2 separate regions of the Zea mays genome follow, and region 2 is linked to region 1. A link is a contact called in public Hi-C data. All regions are on one chromosome and are shown on one strand. Each heading gives the region's core, a stretch centred on a gene start, on an enhancer-like site or on the middle of the called end of the contact. The rest is flanking DNA. Distances are from core to core; before and after follow the strand shown.

Evidence for each region. Hi-C and Micro-C count contacts between places; a contact is called where the count stands out from the background.
Region 2: a Hi-C map of leaf shows a contact between it and region 1, with 4 times the contacts expected there. The contact joins the promoter of LOC103628932 here to the promoter of LOC100279973 in region 1. A contact is called at or near these places in 2 of 25 Hi-C or Micro-C datasets (leaf and leaf mesophyll).

Annotation. Positions count from the first base shown.
Region 1 is chr6:6,079,242-6,085,199 of Zm-B73-REFERENCE-NAM-5.0, reverse strand. It overlaps LOC100279973, which reads right to left and starts at 2,949. Exons shown (of 2, transcript NM_001152921.1): 1 at 1,947-2,949; 2 at 963-1,869. The coding sequence starts at 2,912. The coding sequence ends at 1,132.
Region 2 is chr6:6,523,977-6,530,514 of Zm-B73-REFERENCE-NAM-5.0, reverse strand. LOC103628932 (pentatricopeptide repeat-containing protein At2g33760) reads right to left here and starts at 3,042. Exons shown (of 5, transcript XM_035959861.1): 1 at 2,090-3,042; 2 at 1,074-2,006; 3 at 1-75. The coding sequence starts at 2,847. The coding sequence ends at 1,928.

The sequences.
Region 1 (5,958 bases), core at 1,700-4,199:
TATCACTTCCCCTGCTCCTTTGATTTTGGTTCGCATCATTGTAATGTCTATCATGATTTTGACTGTATGATTTGTTTTAGTTTTTTTCAAAGTTATATATTTTTTCATTTTGTCTTTGCTAGGTGGAGGAAAGCCTTTGCACCCTGAAGCTAAAAAAGTTGAAGTACCAAGTATCCACTTCGCTTGCAATGTACGCTATTTCGTGTGATGTATGATTTGTTTTGTGAGTTTTTGCTTCACCCTTTTTTTCTAGATTTGTGTCGGAGGTAGTAGGAGACGAGCTCCTCGTTGGTGGGCGATGGGCGGTCCACCAGCGGGGGCACAGGGCGGTGGAGGCTGGCAAGCGGCAGGGGCCGCAGGGCGGTGGTGGTCGCGGGTGGAGGCGAGCAAGGAGCGGGAGCGCTGCAGGCCGCCGGGGTGCTGGAGATTAGGGTTTTCATTTGTCGTGGGAGATGGGCCTCGTACAAATTGGCAGATGGGCCTTATATGGCGCATGTGTCTTTGTCTTCATGGTTTGCAAGTTAAAATTAGTACCACATTACCCACCGGTTGCTGTTTAAATCTGCTTATATGCCTACCTGTGCGCGTAGTAGTACTGTTGTGGTCACCGGATGCGTTGTGGGATGCATTTTTTTGGCTGAATAAGGAGCATGCACGGGGAACCTGTCAGAGACCGGGATCATACGCAGAGACAGGTTATGTGGGCCCTACCTATCAGAGACCGAACCGGCAGAACACAAAAAGACAGACTACTATTGCAGCCTTAATAAGTAGTATATATATATATATATATATATATATATATATATATATATATATATATATATATATATATATATATATATATATATATATATATAGTAAACGTCTTGTAGTACATATATATCGTCCTCTAGCTAGAGTCATCAAATGAACTATACTCGATCTTCTAGGTTTCTTGTTAATTTGCGAAGAATCACCTCTCTACAAAATAGCTTTTTTATTACTATATAAAAGTAAAAAGACACATAAGCTTAACATTGTTTACATGACCCGTACGATAGCAACACTCGGACATCTTTTCCTAGTATAATACATACATATATACCCGTACGATAGCATGTGCATTGTACGTACGTACGTGCTCGTCCTCTACACCCGCTGCATGCAGTTTTCTACTCCAAATAAACCATATACATGCATGATCGATCTCGAGTCCCTTCGATCAGCAACTTGGACGATGGAATTATTGACGAGCAGTTGCAGTACACGAGCAACTTTGGGAACAAGCATGAGCTTCTCCTTGGGATGCACCGTGAGTCCAAACACCTCCGTCATGTCAATGTCCTTCTCCTCCATGCCCATGGGCAGCTGCCAGTCGAAGCAGTACACGAGGTTTGCTAGCATGATCTCGACCGTAGCCATCCCAAAGTTGAGGCCAGGGCAAATCCTTCGTCCAGCTCCAAACGGCAACAAGTGGAAGTGGTTCCCCTTGATGTCGACGCCAGCAGCGCTGCCGCCGTCCATGAACCTCTCCGGCAGGAACTCCTCTGGCTTCTCCCACGAGCCCGGGTCTCTGCCAAGAGCCCACGCGTTGATGATGACCCGGGTGCCGGAGGGGACGTGGTAGCCATCGACGACGCAGTCCGCCAGGGACAGGTGAGGGACGAGGAGCGGGGCAGGTGGGTGCAGCCTCAGCGTCTCCTTCACCACGGCTCTCAGGAAGGGCATGTCGGATAGGTTCTCTTCCTCCACCGTTTCCTGCCCCTCCGGTGTGTGCCTCCGAACTTGAGCTTGTAGCTTGGCCATCTGCTGTGGGTTGCGCATCAGCTCGGCCATGGCGAGCTCTAGGACCAAGGATGACGTGTCAGTGCCCGCACCGAACATGTCCTGCGCAGGGTGATGCATGCCATTATTGTCATGTCATGCATCAAATATGGATTATATATATATATTTATCTACGTACCACCAAGATGGCCTTGAGATGATCTCTGGTCATGCCGTACTCTGTCTGAACCGAGAGCAACACGTCGGTGAAGTCACCACCACCGTCCACAGAGACAGAGCCCCTTCTTCCCTCGTGGTCGCTCAGTATGGTTTCGAGCAGCTCGTCCCATCTCCTGTGCGTCTCCTGGACCCGCCGCCTGTTGCGCAGAAACAACAACCTTCTGCTAAGGAAACCTAACGCCCTCGCCAGTCCCGGGAAGTAGTCTTCCAGGTTGAACCCTCCGAACAGATCAGAGTTGGCCTCCACCAGCTCCCGAAAGAGCTTGTTCCGGCCTTCCGCCCGGAAGAACTTGCCGGACACGGCGCGGCTGATGATATCGTTGGCGAACGTGTTCATGGCAAGGCTCATGTCCGTGGCCGTGCCCGCCACCGCCGCCTCCCGCACCTTGGCTACCACCAGGCGCACCTCCTCCTTGCGGGCGCAGCGGTACGAGTGCACTCTCTTGACGGTGAAGAGGTGCGCGGTGACCAGCTTTCTGGCCTGCCGCCAGTGCTCGCCGTAAGGGGAGAAGGCGATGTCGGAGGACCCGTACAGGATCTCGTCGCTGAGAGTGGACGTGGGCCGCGACGCGAACACGTGGTCGTGCGTGCGCGTGATCGCCTCCGCCGCCCGCGGCGATGACACGACGAGGGTGGGAACAGCGCCGAGACGGAGCAGCATCAGGCCGTCGTCGCCACCATGCTTGGCGGCGAGGTCACGGAGGGAGACGTGCGGGAGGTCGCTGACGAGGTGAAGGTGGCCGATGATGGGCAGCGCCGGGGGCGAAGGCGGCAGGAGCTGTCCTCCCTGCTTGGCCGATCTGCTGCTGCGACGACGGCGGCGAATTGATGAGCCGTGGTAAAGCAGGAGCAGAAGGAGAGGGACGGCGACGGCGAGCAATTGTGCGAGAAGGAACGTCGGTGAAGAGATGAGATGGTATGCCATCGTCAGGTCCAGCTCCAGGTGACAAGAAAGAACCCTGCTGCTGACTGCTGTTACGGAACCTCGTTTGTCTGCTTTATATAGAAATAGAACTAGACATATGTTCTACCTTGTGGAAATTTGGGTGACTAGCAGACGACAAACAACAGAGTCATCCTTATCTCTGTCTCGCACGTCTTTGTTTTACACGTAATAATGACTCTGGTGGCCCTTTGCATTGTCCTCGATCGGGGATCGAGATGGATGATCTCATGCCTCTAGCTAGCTACAAACACAGATTTCCCATAAATTATCTCTTGGCTTCACCACTGTTGGACACCAAAATGAGTGGCCGGGGCCGGACGGTCCGCGGTCCGGATAGTCCGCGTCTATGGGCCAGACGGTCCGCGCAAGCGCAAAACAGATTAGGGTTCCGAGTTTTGTGCTACGGTTGTTAGCTAGATTTGCGGGATTCACTCGGAAATCAGTTTGTAAAGGGTCCAGCCCCCCTCTTCTATAAATAGAGAGTTATACGGTCGATTTGTATTTATCAATCGAATCAATAACACTTCTATTTCACATTTATTTTCTATGAGTAGTTCTAGTTTAGCCTTTCGATCCCCAAATTCTTCGCTTCTCTTTGACTCTAGGTCGATTAGAGGAGTCTAGGTCGGCCTGCCCGAGCCTAGACAACTCCTAGGATCTCTCCTCCCTGACGGGGTCCCTCCCGGGAGCGAGATCCAGGCGCCGCCAGTGATCTTCCGTCGCCCCTGCGCACGCGCGGACCGTCCGGCCCTAGGGCGCGGACCGTCCGGCCGTCAGGCGGGAACCCTAGCCTCGCACCAGGCCACGGACCGTCTGGCCCCTGCGCGCGGACTGTCCACTCCTCTGTAGACAGCACCGCCACTGGTTCGTGTTGAGTGTTTGGCACCCTAAAAAGGTGTCAACATACTTTTTGGCGACTCCGCTGGGGACAACACATCTAGACCCATCAAATCGGCCCTCAATGGCCGGTTCAAGGGATAGCTCTGAAGTCTCCCCCAGCAACATTATAGAGCCGACTTGGGAAACCTTGTCGGCCGACGAACAGCTCCAGATCGAGGAGCACAAGGAGCAGCTGATACAGGAGGCAAAAGCAAAGTTCTTGGCCAACTTCAAAGTGGATAGGAACAACAAGGTCGTCCGACAACGGGCGACGGATCCGGCTTCATTTCGACCCACACCAGATATCCCCAATGTAAGTAATACAAACGAGCTGCAATCTCTTAAGAATTATGTAGATGAACAGCGAGAACAAATGCAAAATATCATAGGGGGTATGCAAAACGACTATAGGAGACTAGTACGTGCATTTGATAAATCAAGTATCGCAAATTTTCCTTCGCACGAGGTTGAATTAGGAGGTAACACACGTAATACATTGGCTATAGGTTGTCACGACCAGTCACAACCCCTATATGGGATGCCGATGGACACATACCCTGAGCAATCGCAAATCGGCAGTAAATCAGCCGATCTGCACATGCCCGGACCGTCCGCACGTGAGCGCGGACCGTCCGGGCCAGCAACAATCGAGCCTATTTTTAATGAGTTACCCAGACATGCACCCGAGCCACCACATTTGGCACAGAATCTAAACTACCCAGTCAGACGGTCCGCGTACAACGACGAACGGTCCGCATATAATCACGGACGGTCCAGGTACATGTCCGGACAGTCCGCGCATGAGTCTTTTGAGAAAGATTGTTACCTGAATCCTCACTCGTCCCAGCAACACTTCCCATCACACTATGCAATGCATCAGCCCATTAATTCCAAATCCAGAGCCCAGGAAAGCTTTCCGACCCCACCTAGAAGGCCGGAAAGGAACGATCAAACCTATGAGCCATATAGGGCGAATGGCAATGCACCACGTAGCTCAAACCAATGGGGGGAAAGACAACATGCTAATGTCCAGCCAACCCCACCTATGTTTGACCAGAGAGCCGGTGGTCTCGCACCGGCTGCCATTGATATAGTGAGGGAGGAAATAGCCGGGGCGTTCCGAGATAAGCTCGGAGTAAGCATGGTCCCAGGGGGGCAATCGTATCGGAAACCTTATGACAGCCGATTTGATCATCACCCATACCCACAAGGAACCAGGATACCCGAATTCGCAAATTTTTCGGGTGACCAAGGAAAAAACACGCACGAACACATAGGCCAGTTTTTAACACAATTAGGAGAATTGGCCGACACAGAAGCATTTCACGTACGTTTATTTTCATTGTCTTTAACAGGAACCGCGTTTGTATGGTACGCCACTTTACCTCCTAATTCTATTTTGTCATGGGGGGATTTAGAACAAAAGTTCCATGATTACTTTTTCTCCGGCGACTATGAGTTAGATTTAGTAGATTTAGTGGCCTTACGACAAGCAAAAGATGAATCGGTTAATGATTACATCCAGAGATTCCGGGATACAAGAAACCGATGCTTCCAAATTCACTTAGCAGAAAAACAACTAGCGGGATTAGCCTTTAATGGTTTGTGATATTATTTAAAAGAAAGATTAGAAGGCATCCAATTTTTTACGCTAGCACGATTACACCAAAGGGCTTTGGCCTGTGAAAGCCGAAGCAAAGAAATTGTTAAAACAATTTGTCACAATGTCCATATCGTAGAATGCGACCAAAGTAGCTCGGACGACGAATCAACAGAAGTATATGCTGCTGAAATGATTTGGCCAAAGCAGGCTAAATCTTCGGCTTGTTCCTCCTTGCAGCCGGTTCAAAAGAAACGGCAATAGGAGGTTATGTTTACGTTTAATGTTGGTAAATGTGATAAAATATTTGATGAATTACTCAAAAATGGCAACATTAAAATAAATCACATTGTTCCATCCGCCGACGAGCTAAAATGTCAGGCATACTGCAAGTGGCATAACTCATTTTCTCATGCCACTAATGATTGTAATGTATTCCGTCGATAGATTCAATCGGCCATTAACGAAGGACGATTAAAATTTCAAGAAATGCAGGTGGACAAGGAGCCCTTTCCGATGAACATGATCGACTTTGAGGGCAAGAAA
Region 2 (6,538 bases), core at 1,793-4,292, 450 kb before region 1:
GTGAATTTTGATGGGTAGTAAAGGTGTTGTTGCTGGTGTCCCACTCCCAATGTTGCTGAGTTGCAGCTCTTGTTCCTGAAACAAGGATTAAATGAGAAGTGGCAATGCAGCATCCAAACCATGGTTTTTAAAGCGGTAAGGCGCTCCAAGGCGTTGGACCACCGCCTAGACGCCTAGGCGACGCCTAGGCGAGGTAGGCGGGCAAGGCGCCTAGGCGTCAGACCACCGCCCGGACGCCTAGGTGTCGCCTAGGCGACGCCTTAAAAACAGTGAACCAAACAATGAATCAAAATAGATAAGTAGGTAACTAAACCATATGACCAATCAACCAAGTAAAAAAGAATTAAACCATATGACCAAGCAACCAATAGCCAACTATAATGTTTTTCACACTTAATTATTGCAGCTACACGCCTACACTTGACTTTAGGTGTACTACGTACATGATTTTTGTGATGATTTTTGAAACATTGCAACATGGTATTTTAGCTAACAAGGGTGCCATATAATTTCCCTACAATTGTATTAGTAATTCCAAACTGAAGAAAACTGGAATCTTATTCTTAATAAGAAACAAAAGCAACAACCACCCAAAAAGTTGTATCAGCTAGCAATCAAATCTAAAAGAAAAAAAAGGGTTTTAAGGAGATTGTATTAGGCTTAATGAACTGAATTAGTACTGCAATTTAACTTCACTCCTGCTAGAAACAACAAAATGATAAGTTATTACAGGGAAAACGTTAAGCTGAAGCATTACAGGTCATCTTCATCCTCCACATGTAAATTATTATTATCGATACACCGTACACGTATTATCGTAGACCATACCCGATGGGGGAAATTGACCAACTATGAATTTTGCAAACACTTTGAAAAGCACATGCCTTGTAAAGTTTATTGGGATTCTTGATAATTTTCAGCTGTAGCACATTGTACATATACGTGAAAAATTCGTGGTGGCAGTTTGTAATTTGTATTCAGGGTTTCTACCCTTCTTTTCTTCTTTAATATAATGATATACAACTCTCCTGCGTGTTCGAGAGAAAAAAAAAAACTAAATACCGTAATCGTACCTCAGATTTTTAGCTTGCGAGAGAGGCCTCGTCACCAATATTCCTGACAGGAACACTTTCCAGCTTTGAAATGGTGAAACCGGTGCATATCTCTGACAATTATCTCTCGATTCTCCACGGCTGACATATATTTGATAGCTAGATGACAATCCTCACATATCCGCAGGTTTTTAATTATCCTGATTGGAGTGGTGCACCCAGAAGTCATCATGAGTCCAAAGGCTACAGCCAGTTTTTCACCATGGTATCTTAATGCAAACTCCCTTTCCTCTTCTTCCAACTCATGCAACACTGAGTCAGTTTTAGGCACATAACCAACATCAGTAATCTTTTCGATCAGTTTCTCCAAATATTGGTAAATCTCTGAAGTTTTGGGGTGAGACTTCTCACCCATGCGAAACAAATGAGCAACACCAGCAATCTCAATCAAGCTATATCCTATTGGCTTCTTCAATCTTCTCTTAATCATTGTATCCCTCACCTTCTCAACATGGTTCATTTTACCAGACAAAGCATATAGATTAGAAAGCAGCACACGGTGAGATGGACTCTCAGGCTCGAGGGCGATCAATCGCTCAGCAACCTCCACTCCAAGATTGAAATCCTTGTGCATCTTGCATGCACCAAGCATAGCTGTCCAAACTTCAGGTCCAGGCTCTCCGGGTATCGAATCATGTATAAATCGCATCGCATCATCAAGAAGTCCTGCCCTTCCATACATATCAACCATAGAGCAATAGTGCTCAACACGAGGGACCAATCCGTAGACACTCTTCATTGAAGCAAAAGCATCCCGGCCCTCGCTTACCAATCCAGCATGTGCGCACGCAGACAGCACCGCAACAAAAGTGACATCATTGGGTGGTGGCCCTTGCTGTCTCATCAAATTGAATAGCTTGACTGCCTCGCCGCCATGTCCGTGCATGCCATATCCTGCAATCATGGAGGTCCACGTAACCACATTGCGTTCCTGGAGCATATTGAACCACTCACGAGCCTTGTTCACAAGCCCACACCTGGCATACATGTTCACAAGTGCAGCACCAAGAACCACATTCATCTCCATCCTCTCAGAAACAATGAGCTTGTCCACCTGACGTCCCAAGTCCAAAGCGCCAGCCTGCGCACAGGCAGAGAGCGTGGCCACAAACGTCGCGGAATCTGGAGCTTCCCCGGCCATTTGCATCTCCCTATACACCTCGATCGCCCTTCCAGCGAGCCCGTTCTGCTCGTACCCTGAAATCATCGCGTTCCAAGCGACTACGCTCTTGTCACGAATCGCGTCGAACAGCTTGCGCGCAACATCCAGCTGGCCGCACTTGGAATACAGCACGACGAGCGACGTCTGCACGAACCGGTTGGAGCCGAGCCCGAGGAGGACGGCGTGGGCGTGGATGCCCATACCAGCGCGGATCGCGGACAGGTCCGCGCAGGCCTTGGCGACGGAGGTGAATGCGAAGCTGGAGAAGGGGAGGGCGGCGGCGAGTAGGCAGCGGTAGAAGGCGAGGGCGGCGGCGGGGAGCCCGCGGCGCGCGGTGGCGCGCGTGAGGGAGCAGAAGAGAAAGGAGTCGGGTGCCGGGTGGGAGGCGGCGAGGAGGCGGGCGTAGGAGGCGGCGCCGGCCGCAACCGCGAGCGTGGCTAGCTTGGTGATGAGCGGCAAGGAATCGCCGTGGCCGGAGACGACGAGGCGCGCGTGGGCTTGCTTCAGAGGACCCAGGCGCGGGCCGGCGAGGAGGAGGGAGTTGTATTCCGGTGAGCGGCGGTGGGGATCCATACTGCAAACGGAAGGATCGAATCCGATGGATAAACTGGCTATTTTCTCTTGGCGGGCTTGAGGTCCAACGATTTTTTTTTGTTTGAATCTATATTTTCAACTTTCTAAATCTTTATTTTTAACTTTTAAAACCCACGATACAGAATAATTTTTATCTCCTTCACTCTAATGTTATTTAGTTCCTCCCTCACCCCGCGTCCTTGCCGTCCCCCTCTCCCTCTCTCGCACTCTCCCTCTCCCTCTCTGGCATTGCCGTCGCCAGCCCGTCTATGTAATCGTAGCATTAACATCGATAATATTTACTATTTATATCTTTACACTAGGTGAGTGCCCGTGCGTTGCAACGGAAACATATAATACCACAAAAAATTATGTATAAATGTATGTTATATATACGAGAAAAGATAGTTAAGATAAGCTAGCAGAAATTTGCATCCAATGTTATTGAGAAGTGTCTTACTTTTGGTTTTCATGAGCAACGACAGATTCTGATCAATGAAATGATTGGTAGTTGGCACAACTGATGAGAACGAACCGCTACATGTTTGTTTTCAACAATGATTCTCAGCTCACCTTTTTCTTTTAAAATCAGTAGTTGGCACAACCACTCTATAGCACAGCTCAAAGCACAGAAGCAGACGCCTAAGAAACACAACACCCGTCGGTACCAGCGCAGCGTGTTGCCTGCTGGTGACACAATGACGCGCAAGACATTATGGTGTCGACTACCACCTCCTTGGACATCTTCATGAACGGGTCCATGTTGTGGTGATACCAGCCATTTTGCCTCACTCCTATGAATGTTGCTCTCCAGGGCAGGTGAGTTCATCTTTAACTCACAACTTGCTGCACATCGTCGGACCAGTAGTCATCACGTCGCGCATGGCTAGGCCCTCATACTCCTCAACTGACTTGGTCGAGTGTTCGTCCATAGAGCCGACATCTATCTGCAAGTAGGGATGAAAACGGTCGGAAACGGTATTTATTCGGTAATCAGTTTTTTCATTGATTGCGAATAAATAGGATATAGAATATACAATACAAATTTGTATTCTTGTTTTTTACATCCGGCTTGTTAAGATTCATAAAAGGTAAACCTCAAATTCATCCTACATTTTTTCAAATAATAGATATAAACTTCGGTATGGATTCGGAAACAAATTCGGTAATTTTTTCAACCTTTTGTGTTGTAGGGAGCAAATAATACATAAAACAACTTATATAATATTTTATTCATATTTGTACTAATGTGCTTGATAACATAAGAAAAGATCAACATCAAATTTTATACATATCTATTTTAAAATATTAAATTTGTTCTAACAGTTCGGATTACCACTTTCATCCCTATCTGCAAGTACCATGTGACACGGAAGAACATTAGCTTTGCAGTGTTAGGAGGTGATGAAAAGATAAGGAAAACAAAAAACCAAATTGTTGAACACTGACATAAATCGCCCATACCTCGTGCATGTGCAGCATGTCTCTTTCTTCATCGTAGGTATTCTCCTGGACTGAGTTTTTTACACGCAACACATGAGTATATAAACAAAGAATTAGTAGTCTCACAGCATAAATATTTTCAGACGGTCCTATTACATAAATTTTTGTATTCAGAGAAAAACTTAACGTTCGATGCATGGGCTAGAGCCCCATATGCATAACAGTGAGAATTGGCGTGGAAAAAGCATACAACCTTAATCAGTAGAACTTGACCTTAATCAAGATTACATATAATCTAAAAGCCATTACATGCAAGTATTAATTCAAAATTAGATTCATTATCGCTGAACTGGAGATAAGGATTAGGTTCCCAATAATAATGTGGCATGTGCATACTTAAAAGTATTCTCTAAGAAGAACTGAAAAAATAGAGACAATGGGTATTCCAGTTGAATTTGCACATGAAAAACAACATCGTATGTCACTTTTACTTGAATCATTCAGGCCTTTAAGAGGATAATGCTAAAACTATCAGAAATCAGAAGCACACTCATGTAGTTCCTCCACATAAATTCGAACCAGTCACAATGTACAAGCTCTACTCCCATGTAGTGTTGAAAAGAACCAAACTGGTACTAAAACACCCCCAATGAAGTTTTTAAATAGACAAAAATAACAAACATGTGTGCCATTCTATTGTCCCAAAATTTTAACCAAATCATACATAGAGCAGAGTATCTTCAGTTATCAGTTGGTCTGTACTAACATGGGTGCCTATATTTGGGGGGCAACTCAAACAAACCACCTCAAATCAAAGCCCTGGTCCAACTAAATTTCAAGCGTTCAAAACAATTTTTTGCATCACGGGATTAGAAACACAAATTTGGTTATTTAAGTCATTCTTGGAATCAGTGGAGAGTCATCCACCTAAAACAATATTTACTAATCAGTCTAGATTTATCTCCAAGGAAATTGAAGATGTTCTTCCTGGGACACATCATTGTCTTTGTCAACAACTCATTAAAACTAACCTCACCAGCATAGACGAATAAAAACATATATAAGCATTCACCAAGCAACAACAAAGTAACATATACCTCAGAGGCCCAATCGATGACGGTCACGATGAGGCGGCACAACCCACACCAACGTAGGTGCCATGGAGGTCCTCGACCTGGACCATCTCGATGGTTTGCATTCAGCTTAACTGAAGAAATGGGCAAACAGTGAACATATAAGCCACTCATAAATTCAATGGCAAAATATTGATCAAGCTCGGCATCTCCAAGATATAACAAAAATAAAATGACAAAACAGAACGACATTGCATTAGTACACTCATGTTAAAAAATATAAAAAGATGCCTTGTGGATGCATGTACAATGAAATCTCGATCTCATTATATATAATTGTGTCATGGACCAGGCCTCTAATGCATGACTGCTTGTCTCGCTAATACAAATTACAGTCTCTGGAAAATTCTAATGTAGAAAAAAATACATAGGAAGCCTTTGTGGCTGCATATACAATTGGGCAACAGCTTGACTGAACAATACAATCTACAGACTTAGGGAGAAACATTTTCATTTACTACCAGGGGACAAGTCCTTGTTATAGATGGGCCCAAAAATGGTAGACCGTTATAATAGATGTAAAACATGCCACACTCTAGCTTTCTGAAAATACATGGAACAATTTTCATGCATAAGATAAAGGAATGTGAGATGGTTTTTCTTTTATCTGCATTAGTAGTCACAGGTTGTAGAAAACTTGAATTACATCTACAGAAAGGTGTGGTTCGAAACAGCAATGCTTGAAGCATTTTTTCACCAACTGGTCATGAACTAAGGATAGTTTTCTAAAAAAAGTTTTTAGTAAGGAAAGACATACCTATGGACGCTTTGGTAGCGCAAGTCATATTCTATTGCTCACCGAAGGGCCCTAGCAAATGCTTTGAAATATGTGAAGATTAGCTGTATGGAGCAAGATTAGCTTCAAAAGACATTTTTCCCAGGAAGCTTCAAAAGACAATATGGAGCGAGATTAGCTGTTTTGAAGATAATTTGAATTGACTGGGCAACAGTATGTACCTGACAGATGTGAAGTCATCCTAGATGTGTTGACCAGATATTGTAAAAAGTGCTCAACCAGCTTAAACCAAAATGAATAGATAAGACTTCTGTATAACTTCATTGTAGGAGCTTACAATGCAAAGAGGGCTCAGATGCATTGTCGATGAATAAATCAT